2 separate regions of the Mus musculus genome follow, and region 2 is linked to region 1. A link is a contact called in public HiChIP or PLAC-seq data. All regions are on one chromosome and are shown on one strand. Each heading gives the region's core, a stretch centred on a gene start, on an enhancer-like site or on the middle of the called end of the contact. The rest is flanking DNA. Distances are from core to core; before and after follow the strand shown. Region 1 holds the start of Skap1 (src family associated phosphoprotein 1). Region 2 overlaps Skap1 (src family associated phosphoprotein 1).

Region 1 (6,298 bases), core at 2,817-5,316:
GTCCATCTTCTGAGCCCCATGGCGGCACTGGGTAGGCGGCTGGGTCTATCAGCGATCAGAGTGAAGTCAGCAGGTTTCCTATCTATCTGCTGCACCTCCTTCTCTGGTTCTTACTTAAAAAGAGTGAGAGACAGAGGCAGAGACACACACATGGGGTGGGGGTGGGGGTGGGGTGGCACTAGAAAGACTAGGAAGAAGAGACTATGTTTATATCTGTGCAACAAAGATTACAAGCTGCCAACCTATTGTTCTTGTTTTCAGCATCGTTATCACTAAACAAAAGCAAAAACAAAAACAAAAACAAAAGATAACTGCTACATCTGAAGCCTGACTACTTAAAAACAGTCCTGAATATTTCCTGTTCTTTCAATGAAGCGGAAGATGCCCTGCATTCCTTATCTACACCGTGCCTTATTCACTGATACGGGGCCACTTTCTGTCTCTGTGTGGGAGCTCAGTAGAGCCGATGGAAAAGGCTGTTTCCTGGGATACTAGAAGCTTCTCTGAGCTTTGTCATTTGCCAGAAAAACAACAGAGAAGGTGGGTTTTTTTTTTTGTTTGTTTGTTTGTTTTGTTTTAATGTACACTTTCCACACAACTTCCCATGGCTAAACAGGAAAAACAATCACACCTGAAGTTACTGGCCCTTTAACTTCTGGGCTTCTGTTTGTCTTTTTTTTTTTTTTTTAAACCTATCTAACCACTCTTTCTTGATTAAAGAAGTAGTACATGGCTTTTGTCACAATTCAACCAACTGGAGATATATGTATTAAAAATCATTAACCCCTGTGAGTCTCTCTGTCCTTAAAAAGAAACTGCTAAGAGACAGGACACTGTCCTGAGGCTTACACAAACCTATATAATATATGGAACTTTTTTTTTTTTTTTTGGCTTTTTGGTTTCAAATAGAAAAAGGATCATTATATGTGCTGTTGTTTATTACATCTTTTTAGTCTTAAAAACACTCCATGGACATACTGCAAGCCAAGATAGACAGACGTCAGACAGACACACAGATCTCCAAGTTCTTTTGATGCAAACTAAGATGGATGTCCCATGATCCAATTGACCATCACCTACTTTTCCCACCTCATTGACATCTGCAATATATAAACATATATTTAATTTCTATATCACATTCCTAGAAGTGGGACTTCCACGTCAAATGAGACATCTTCAAATGTTTAAAATTTTATACTTAAAATTAATTCCAGACCTTCATTATGCAAAAATCTCGGTATAAACCTTGCACAGTGTCTTGCATATTTTATTTTTTTAAAAGCGAACACATTATATCAAAAAAATGTCCCTGTCATTTTATGCTCCTATTGTTACAAATAGATAAATGTTTAAGTTATGGCTGTGATGGCCGGCATTAAATCACTGTGCAAATGCGTCTGACTTGGTTTATGAAAGCAGTAACTCACTGGGGAAACTCCACCCCCGTGCTGTGTGGCAGCCACAGTCACAGCTCATATCCTGTGACTCCCTCCCACTGAGTGACTATATAGAGATCAAGGACCTACAGATTTCTTAACTGCTAACGGTGAACCTTAAGAAGTGTGTGGTGGGAGGAGGCGTATAACCAGACCCAGACAACAAATTGACAGCCATTTTAGATGTCTAATATTCACAAGTTGTAACACAGAGAATCATTTGACTGTTTTACGATAGAGACCGCATTCCATTAAAAACAAAAACCTATAGCCAATATGTTATTATCATCACATGAATCTTTCAAAAACATATTTTTAACCACTTTTCAATAGAATCATTGGTTATATCCCACTTTATATTTTTCCCTCCACTTCAGAATCAAGAGCAGAATTACACGTTTAAAGGGAGGGATGGCTTTAAAGAAACAGTTAACCAGTGAAGCACCTCACAGTGGAACCTCAGACTCCTCCCTATCTTCTAAAGACCCGCGCACTATCAGAGATTGTTAAGACACAGCAAGTTTGATACAGAAGTATGTGACACGCAATTAATCTCCATTCATACCCGGCTCTGCTTGTCAGCAAACAAAGGTTCTGCTTTAGAAGGAGATCTGAAGACTTCAATTAAAAACAGTCAGCTAACAAGAAAACGATCTGAGCTAAAGGAAGGCGGCAGGTGCAAAAATGAGTTGTTTACCAAAGTGTCAGTTTTGAACAATAAAGAACTGCACATCAAAAATGTCGGAGGAGGGGACTGTGTTGCTAGCCTCTGAAAATAAGAGGGAATTTTTCTATTGATGCCTGTGCACCAAACTGAAGTGACATTTAGCAAGCTTGTAAAGTGGGTTTCTTCTCATAAAATGACTGACACCAATAAAAAGAGACACTCGGTCTTTAAATACAAGGGTAGAATTCAACTTGTGGCTGCAATTCCTTCTCTAAAAACCAAAGACAATTGTACAACTTCCTCTATGTACCTAATATTGAACCAGCACTGGCTAAATCTCGTTAGATGCCTGGTGATTTCTTCTATCTTCCAAATAACTTTATTTCTACAGTTTCTTGGTTTACAAGCTAAGTGGATTTTTAGATAATTTAGAGAACATAGCTCAGTAGTGGAATGTCTAATGACCCTGTGTAAGGTTCTAGATTCAATCCCCTAAGTACAAGAGAGGGTGGTGGTGACTAAAGGTGCTTGCCACCAAGCCTGAAGACATGAGTTCTATCCCCATCACCAGAAGATGCAAGATGAATGCCAACTCCCAACAGTTGCCACCCGAACTCCACAAACAGGCTGTGGCACATGCACACCCACACAATACACTCCAAAAATAGATAAAAACCTTTTTCTAAAATAGATTTTTGAAACATCGCCTCAAAAGAAACACATAGCCGCCAACTCTTACAGAGACGCTATCCAGAATAGAAACAGGGCTACAGACAGAATCCAAAAGCACTGGCCAAATCCTTGATTAGGAGGCATTTATACCCAAGATAACAAGGTAATGGAGATATAAAACCAATTAAATTGAGAGAAACTGGAAAGAATGCAGCTTGCCAAAATCATGACCTGCCCAAAGCAGGCCATCTGTTAACGATGTGTCAGATGTGTCGCCTGGATGCCGAAAGGCTTAATTCTGAGCGGTTTCCTCTTGAGACCCTTATGCAACTGCAGATTCCAGGTTTCTGTCCTCCCAGGAAGGGAAGGGCAGTCATAGGAAAATGAGTAAAACTGATTTTCACCATGGGAGCCAAGCACAAGATACCGTCCATCAGGGAAGTCTCTTCGGAGTGTATGTTGAGTGTCGGAAAGTGTGACCTTAACTGTAAAGGACAGTTTTAAAGGTGAAACCATCACAACAGGACACTTAGGGAAGGGAAGGACACCATACTCTGAGGTTTATGACACCCCTAGAAGTCTTCAGGTTAGGAAATGACTCTCACACTTATAAGACGTCCCCTAACCACCAGGCTTGGCCCAAAGACCATAAATCTCCAGAGCCCTACTGTGTGCCTAGGAGATGTCTACCCAGAAAGGTGTGGGTCTTCCACAAGGTGAGGAGTCAGGACTGGGAAGGATGAGACCTAATCACTGCACACCTCAGGGATTTCCCGGGGTGACAGGTTCAAGACCAAGCAAGGTGTCAAGGGAGGCCATGAACTGACCCGTAAGACCTTAGAGACCTGGAAGTGTTGATGCATCTGGAAGTGATACAGATGCCTAGAAGGAACAGAAAATATGTAACTCAAGGGAGAGGTGGGGACCTTGAGGATGAGAGAGAGGCTAGGGCTTTGGGGACAATTGGGGGATTAAGGACTCTGGAAGCCTGGAACTTATAGTAGGTAAGTGACCAGGCTAAAGAACTAGTACCCTAGTGTCTCCTTTCTTGCCTTCAGCCCAGCACTGAGAGGCCCTCCCGGACGGGATGGGTCAGGACAGAGGTCTGGCACTGAACCAGGAGTTAGTTACCTTCCAGGAGCCAACAGATCTCCTCCGGGAGGGCGACAGCCTGCATTTGGCGAAGCGAGTGGGCGGCCGCAGCAGAAGGCGGGATAAGGGACGTGTGCCTGCTCGGACGGCGGGCGCAGCGAGCTGCACCCCAGGCACCTGTACCTCGGCTGTCGCCTGGGGGGGGGGGGGAGGCGCTGGGCGGGGCCGCCGGTCGCGCGCTCAGGAAGCGGCGCGCGCAGCCGGCGGCGGGAGCCCGGGACCCCGGGCGCAGGTGCACTGGTGCCACTGAGGTGGCACGCAAAGTCAATGGCGTGGCCCTTTGAGCCCCTCACCAAAAAATTGCCTAGATTCCCAAGAGCCTTGGAGGCTAGGTTTTGGCGGAAACATCTAAACACTGAGCAGTTTGACCTTGGGGCTGTAGGTTTAAAAGGCCATGGCTGTTCCTGGACTGGGGTGCAGAGGCAGAATCCAAGAAAGAGCTTGGTCCTTGCCAAAGATATAGTGCCTCAGTTCTGATCCAGCGCACTGTCGGGGAAAGCCCTGCTGGTTAGAAATTAAAATCTGGAGTCCCAGCGACAATGCCGATCGCCAACATTTGAAAGACTCAGCATCAGAGGCAATACCCATGGAGAGACACGGAGGGAATGTCCTTCCCTCTGGAGGTGAAAGGCTGAGAGAAGGTGGGAAACAGCTCTTTCTCGGAACAGAGGAAGGAAGAAAGTGATCAACGAGATCACAGGGCTGTGCCCTTCCCCGCTCAAAGTACAGCCAGTCAGTGATCAAGTTTGGGTGGTAGTAGGTACCAAAGATGTTGCTACAGCACGAACTTGGGCAGTGGTACGTGGAACCCTTTGTTATTTTTGTGGACCGCTTGTGAGTGAACAAGTACTCAAAGGTTGTTTATTTGATTGGTATTTTATAGTACAACAGGCCTTGAAGAAAGTAGAGCAGCATGGACGGTATACGAAAGAGCAAGAGGAGGACTGGCGCATGCCTGTTGGTATTAAATACCAGACTCCGGGGTTTTACAAGGGTGGGGAGACTTTGCAGGTAGAAAATTATCTGTAATTATGTGACCCCTGCATATCTCTCTCTCTCTCTCTCTCCCTCTCTCCCTCTCTCCCTCTCTCATTCTATTCTATCCCCATAATAGGTAAGAAGGATTGGGAGTGGTCCTGGAACACATGAAGGGAGGAAGGTAAGCGATTTGTTAATCTGCCTGGGGGTGGAGATAATATTGATCTCAATGTAGAAGGCAGAGCAAAGACAAGAAACCGTTCAGAAGGGCACAGGGCAGGTGTATATGTCTCCTGGAATAAGTGTGTGCACACACCCCAGGAAGATGCAGTCTCAAGTTTAGGAACCCTCACTTTTAAGGACTTTGGTGGCCTTTAGCATGTCCTGACGCCTGAGAAGGAGTGGTCTTGGTTTCAGGGCCTCACAACCCACCTATAAGTTGCAATAAATTGAACTGAAGGGATAGAACCCGGTCGGGGTCACCAGAGAACCCAAATCCATGGTGTTGCTTCTTACTGGGTGAAGCTATAGTGACAGGCTTGGGCTGCCTCTTCCAGGCTCCAGAGGGGGTGTAGGCTGCCTCCTACCTTGCTGTCTCCCAGATAAAACTGAAGTTGCTCTAAAATCACTTGGGGTGCGTGCATGTTTAAACATGGAGGCTATGTGGCTCACACACATGCTTCTTTTTGTAAACATAAAACTGTTCTTCAAAAGGGGGGCGGTAGGCTTCCCTCTCTAGTGCACAAACTTCCTCCATTTTTCTTCCAGCAATGGGAAAAGAAGGACAGCCCTTCCCTCTTTCTTTAGTAAAAGGCAGGTTTCTAGGATCTGAAGAGAACCCAGAGTGCCCCGTCCCCTTATTTAAGGACATTGGTCAGCATGGTCACATAGGGTAGGTGCTCAGGAGTTGTCTGACAAAGGACAGAACCCCAGGCTTCCTGCCACCTAGGGAGAAGCAAAACCGCACAAGGTAGATATTCTCCTTGCATCTCTTCCCCTGTGGATGACTGGGTTTGGGAGCGATGGAGGTAGAGGGAGGTGTAAGTCAGGTGGTGTGTGCTGGTGACTGGCAGTTTCCAATACGCTATTGTCATGTTGCATCAAGGCTCCTCATTGCAGACAGAAGCCTGCCTCCACACATGAGCGCTGCCCCTCCTTAATCATCTGAGGGCCCTGGTTCAGCAGGCAGCCTCACTCCTAATGACATTCTGTTAAATGGACAAATTCCTTTGAAGCCCTGTCCTCCTTTGAAATCCAATTTCGCAGGAAGCCAAATCTGATTGGGGGTAGCCATGGAAACGACATGAAGGAGTCTTGCAGGAGGTGGAGAGAGGCAAAGAAAAAAAAACACCCGAGATAGTCAAGAGTCCTTTACTGCTCTGTCGGAAATATC
Region 2 (6,298 bases), core at 2,024-4,523, 230 kb before region 1:
AGAGAGAGGGCTAGCAGAAGCTTATCATTGATATTTTAGTTCTCCAACCCAATTGTTTTACTTCAAAGTTTATAAAGCAAACAACTCAAAACACATTGTCTACATCTATACAGTTTTCAGAGAATAAATAAAAAATGCTATTTCTTAAAAAGTTATGACGACACCATGTGAATTTCCAAAGGAGTTAGTCAACCGACAGCCCTAACCAGCTGTGACACCTACGAACCACACTGAGGACCAGGGTGGCCCAATAAGCTTACAGGTGCAATACTGGCCCATGTACCTTGGCAGTAGCCAAAAGTTTTCAAATTGGACTTAAAATCTGTTCAACAAGAGGAGAGTCGCTCCTGGTACTAGAGCTAACTACTCAGTACCAGCAAAGCCATGCTTATTGGAGGAGAATTTACAACCTCTAACTTACTAAATCAACATAATCCCTAATGACATCTATAAATATTTGTCCTTATACCACAGATAAGTGTAGCCTTCACTCCTTATCCAGGAAACTTCTTTTTGCTCTTCACTACAGAAAAGCACAGTTGTTGAGGTTTGGTCTGTTGCTATGTATTGCAATGCTAAATACTAGCCCTCCCACCCCCCCCCCCAATGCTCCGGCAACCAGACAGTGTGACCATACACAAAGTAATGCTATGTGACCTTGTTCCTTCATTTAAAATGGTTGTTTGAATAAAGATTCAGACAGTCTATAGCTGGGCAGAAGAGAGGTAGGTGAGGTTTCAGTTCCTGGGCTTTGAGTCTGAGAAGAGAGCACAAGGGAAAGAGAGAGGAGAAGATGCCATGGGTTAGGCCTGTCATGAAAACGTGGCCATGAGGGCTGGACAGTTGGAGTGATGAGCGGCCCAGATGGAACATGGTAAGTTATGAGTTGGGGTTATTGACAGGGAAGTAGACACAATAGCTTAGAGGGTAGATACCTGCCCAGCTCTATTACATTAAAGGTTTATAAATATAAAAGTTGTGTGTCTTCTATCTGGGAACAGAATGATTAAATGTGGGGTAGAAACCCCTGACTGAGATTAAACATTTAACACAACACACAGCCAGTCAAAATTTAGAGTTGTGGAGCCCAGCCCCCATTGGCTACATCTACAAAAATACTTCTGTACTTAACGTTTTGGGAATGTTGAGAAGAAGGGATGGAAAGTTTGTAAGAGCCAGAGGATTAGGGACTTCACTGTGAGATTCTGTCTCCTAGAAATGTCGGATGCTACACTCATAAAGTCTCACCAACGCCTGCCCAAATGTGAGCTATATACAGTGACACTAACAGACATGCCAATCCAGACAGGGGAAGGTCCACAAGGCCTCCACCCTACCCAAAGAACTTTAGGAATCTGAGGAAAGCCGGGAGTGGAAAGAGTGGCCTTCCCTAGGGAAGAGAACATCAATTGGTTGTCCAGTGCCAACCATCAGTCCTGAAAACATACATACAAATAATGTTATAGGGACCGAGCAGGTTACATTTAAGATTACAAATGTAATATACATATGTGCATGTAATCACAATTAGTGAAGAAAGAGGCCACGAATGTGAGGGAGAGCAAGCATGAGTACATGGGAGGGTTTGGAGGCAGGAATGAGAATGGAGAAATAGCATCATTGTGTTATAATCTCAAAAAATGTTACTTCTCCAGACAGTGTAGGTGCAAGCCTTTAATCCAAGCACTCTAGAGGCAGAGGCAGCCAGATCTCTGAGTTTGAGGCCAGCCTGGTCCACAGAGTTAGCTCTAGGACAGCCAGGGCTACACAGAGAAACGTTGTCTTAAAAAAAACAAAAACAAAAAACCCTTGTATTAAAAAAACCCACCAAACAGACAAAAATTACTTTAAAAAAAAGTTATATATATATATAGCAAGCCAGGTGAGCACAACTTTAATCTTAGCACTTAGGAGGCATTAGCAGGTGAATTCTGTGAGTTCAAGGCTATCATGTTCTACCTAGCAAGTTCGAGGCCAGCCAGGGTTACATAGTGTGATCTGTTTCAAAACAAAACAAAACAAATCCAAAGCCTCAAACTCCAAACAACAACTGCAGCCAAGCAACCAACCAACAGAAACCCAACAACAAATAAAAACAAACAACCCCCCAAACTCCCCCAAAGAAACACAAACAAACAAACAAACAACCCCCCCCCCCACACACACACCCAGCACCTACACCAGGCAGCTCAAAGTCACTGTAATTCCAGCTCCAAAGGATGACACCATTTTCTGGCCTCTCTAGGTACTCATGTCCACATCCCTCCGCCTCCCTCCAACACACATAATTAAAACATATCGCCAAAAAAACAACAACAAAAAACCCCAACAATCAAACCAAACACGCATAACAAAATAAGGCACAACCACAAATGAATCAAGCGGGCAGCCATGTGTGTCTTCAAACGTAAGGGTGAAAGAGTCTTTTCTGCCAGTCAGTGACTTTTGTACCACACAGTTGCCGGCATCTCCTCAGCAGTGGCTGGGAAGCCTGCCTTTGCTCAGTGCTTTTATTAGCTTCTTTGTTTAAAAAAATAAAATATTTTGAGCTAAAATTGATGCTCAGTGGACCTGTGCTCGCCTTGCCTAGCCTGTGTGAGTCCCCGAGTTCAAGTCTCAGCATTTCAAAAATGCATGCACACACAAACCAACTCACAATTAAGATCGCCATTTTTCTTCTAAGCTGTTTCGGGCCTAGTTTTAAAAACAGATCACAGGGCTGGAGCAGATGCTGTGTGTTTAAGGGTTCCCCCTGTTTTTGCTTTGGTTTCCAGCACACTCATAGTGTCTCAAAGGCTGCAACTTTTGTCCCAAAGGGTCTGAGGCCCTCAACTAAACGTTGAAGACACCAGGACCTTATGAGCTGCACATACATACACGCATGCAGACACATAAAAATAAAAATCTCGGGGCTGGAGAGATGGTTCAGTGGTTAGAGCACTGGCTGCTCTTCCAGAGGACCCGGGGTTAAATTCCCACCTGCATGGCAGATCCAATCCTAAAGTGATCTGATACCCTTATACATATATACACGAAGACAAAACACCAATGCATGAGAAATAAAAATTATATGAGTGAAAAAAAAAACAAACCAAAACCTTAACATGCATACACACACACACACACACACACACACACACACACACACACACACCCCTGCGAGGTCAGAGAGATGGCATGTGCTGTTCTTGCACAGGACTAGAGTTTGCTTCCCAGAACCCATGTTCAGTAGCTTTCAACTGCTTGTAACTTCAGATCTAGGGGTATCTGATGTCCCTGGCCTGCACAGGCAATTGCACTCACTTGTGCACATGCGCATACCCACAGGCACACGCTCATGAACAGACACACCCTTAAAACAGGGGTCTTCTTTTAGCTTTACGAAATTGCTTTTTGTTTGTTTATTTGTTTTTATCCAATTGTCTTCTTGCTAACTTCCTTGTGCATAGACTTTTCTTTTCCTTCTATCCTCCCTGGGCCCCTTAGTCTCTCCCTCTCTGCTCCTCCTTATTTGTTTTTGAGACAGATCTCACTATGCTGCCCTGGCTGGTCTGGAACTTGGAGGGTAGCCTAGGCTGGCCACACCCAGCTGCCGTTTTTTTTTTTTTGTTTTGTTTTGTTTTTTTTTTTTTTTTGCTTTTGTTTTTTTTTTTTTTTTTTTATTTGTGGATTTTTATGGCGAGTAAACTTTGTGTTTGGCATAAATCCTTTCAGATGGGTCTTGGGGTACATGTCTGACATGAACCACAGCAAATGAAAGTTTCCCCCCCCCCCCCAAGGGTTTTTCTGTTTTTACTCCCAGCAGTCTGACATTCTAACCCCACTGAAAACAACCCTCCAAGAACTGGCGGGGATTCCCCGCAGGCAGGAGGTCACGTGATCGTCCTGCAGTTGGGAGGCCATGTGATCCTTCTGCAGGGGGGAGGTCATGTGATCTTTCTTCAGGTGGGAGGTCATGTGAGGTGAGGACCAACAACAGGGAAAGTGCTTGCAAGGAGGTTCTTCTCTGAAGCACTGTTCAAAAAATTCCTCTTGGAGGTCTCAGATTCAAATGAAAGACACAGGGGCCAAGAGAGATGGGATTCCTCAAGCTATGTCTCGCCACAAGTGTCTTCTTTTTAAAGGTCTTGCTAAATGTAGAGAGTTTCTTGTTAAAAGTCTGAATCACAAAAGACATGTTAAGAGTCTTATTGGAATTCAAACCTCCTCTTTTTTTATTTTTTATTTTTAAATGCAAATCTAAATGCCATTTTGTGGAACATTTATAATTATGAAAATGGAAAGACATCGCCTTGTGTGCGGGGAGAATCTGTGCGTATGAATATTACATTAATGTGCCCACACCAGCTCACTGATCCTGCCGGCAGGAGCATAAAAAATGCTTGAGTGAAACTTTTATTTAGATGCTAAGACTCCGGGCCCCAGCGGGGTGACAGAGACAGCCCCTGTGAGTTGCCATCGCAGACAGAGCTTGAATTGAATTACCCAGGGGGGAGGAAGTAGTGATGAGCACGCTTCGCTTATTTAATTTCATTTACTTTCAGTACATTATCAGCATGAGGCTTTTCTCTCCCCACCAAGTGAAACCCAAGACCACCACCACCAAGAAAACAAAGGCGGAAGGCACAGAGCCGCCTCCACTCCCGAGTCTCTAATTCCAGGCCTGCGGGGACAGTGCCCTTCCCATCTCCTCTCCCCCAGAGTCAAACTCAGCTTGCTGAAATCTGGGCACTGCATTTCCCACTTGGTTCTACCCCAACAAGATCCCGAAGAGCAATCTGGCGGGGGGGGGGGGGGTGTGTGGAGTGGGGGGGAGAATGGTTTTTATACGCTATGCTTTTTATGTAAGCAGACGCGTTATGTTGCTTTCTTATACATTTGAGGGTTTTTTGTATTTGAGAAATAGCTCACGTAATTTCTTTGATGCACCGTGGGGGGGGGGGGGAGAAATGGGATAATAGAAGAAATTAAAAATGCTTATGGAAAAAAAACCTAGATAATCAAGCACAATCAGTGTCTATTTGATTGACTAGACAGGTACTGCTGTGAGTTCGGCCTTAGTTGTTCTCCGCATACAGCGGGAGCCTCATTAGCTCCCTGACCCATCAGCTGACTGTGCACAACCAAAGTGGGAAGGTGTTCTGTCCCTTTGACTGTCTCCTCTTTTGGTGACCTTCAGGGCCTTGATCAAGAACTGGAGACTGGAGAAGGCTTATGGCTAGGCTTGTTGTGGGAGGTGAGGCAGGAGACTTTTACAACGGAGTCCACCCCCACTGTCCAACCAACGACTCCGTGCCTTATAGAGAGTATGTATTCCAAGATGCCGGGAGAATAGGAAGCAGCCACAAACACAATATTTAAAAGGCGAAACATAGATAAGTATAAAATTGTAAAAAGAGACACATTTTTTTTCTATTACCTGAATAGAAATTACCACCATCTTGAGGAAAAGAAAAAAACAAAACAAAACAAAACAACAAAACCCTAGAAACTGTTTCATTTATTGGCAACAAATGGTCCTCTTGTATCAACCTGAGCATATATCACATTCTATCAGCACAAACCAGAATTGCATTAATGTCATAATCCCTCTCCACAACTACACTTAACTAAATCTCTCTGAGTAACCCACATAAGGAAAAGATTCACTTAGCTAAAGGATGTTTGGCCATAAAGATGAGATCAACAGAGAAGTGTTTTACTCAGAAGTGATGGCCGCCCAACTTCCATGGCAAATGAAGATAAAAGAAATTCTCAGACATCCTTCTCTCTTCCTCCCGATCCTTTCAACCCCCCCCCCCCGCCCCCGCATCCCACCCAGAAACCAACTCTGCCATAGGGGGGCGGGAAATGACAGGGCAGGACTCCATCTCTCAGCGCTAAAGCCGGCTCCTCTGTCAGCTCCTCATGGCAACAACAATGAGGACCCTTTGGAGTGTGATACATTTCCATAAAGCAGTCAATAAAGCAGACACGGGAGCTTATGTGCGTCACGGCCTATTTAACCAGCTGTGTTCTAGCCCACTGAGAAAAGAGAATTGGAGAAATCAGCTGGTAACACACAGCACAGGGCTAATGGCGTAGGAGGCCACCTGATTCCCCTACGAAAACGGCGCAGCCCTTGTAGAACAAACCAGGTGCTTGCTAACTCCTACCACATGCAGCAGGTTTGGTCTCTTGCTAACTCAACCTGAAAAGACCAAGAGTTTTTGGAATAATGTTTTTTGCTTTCCCCCAACTTGACTTTTCTCATCGATCTTCTTCCTTTTAATTTAAGTTCAATTGCCTTGAAAAGAAA

What was found. HiChIP or PLAC-seq counts read pairs in DNA pulled down with a chosen protein or histone mark.
Region 2: a contact with region 1 is called in an H3K27ac HiChIP or PLAC-seq map of embryonic stem cells, with 3 times the contacts expected there. The contact joins the enhancer-like site here to the promoter of Skap1 in region 1. A contact is called at or near these places in 4 of 39 promoter capture datasets (the HPC-7 cell line, embryonic stem cells, stem cell-derived epiblast-like cells and 1 more), 2 of 115 datasets of contacts at active chromatin or transcription factors (both in embryonic stem cells) and 1 of 9 other capture datasets (embryonic stem cells).

What each region holds. Positions count from the first base shown.
Region 1 is chr11:96,462,359-96,468,656 of GRCm38.p6, reverse strand. Skap1 (src family associated phosphoprotein 1) reads right to left here and starts at 4,066. Exons shown (of 12, transcript NM_001177899.1): 1 at 3,907-4,066. The coding sequence starts at 3,952. Gm11529 (predicted gene 11529) reads left to right here and starts at 4,110. Exons shown (of 3, transcript NR_033524.1): 1 at 4,110-4,568; 2 at 5,042-5,086.
Region 2 is chr11:96,694,661-96,700,958 of GRCm38.p6, reverse strand. All of the region lies in intron 4 of Skap1 (src family associated phosphoprotein 1), which reads right to left. Among named protein-coding and RNA genes, the nearest start is that of Snx11, 80 kb to the left of the region's middle. Within about 2 kb of position 3,273, at least 19 of the 459 cell types and tissues checked have an H3K27ac peak or open chromatin away from gene starts, as enhancers often do. A contact at or near this core is called in embryonic stem cells, where this site is marked.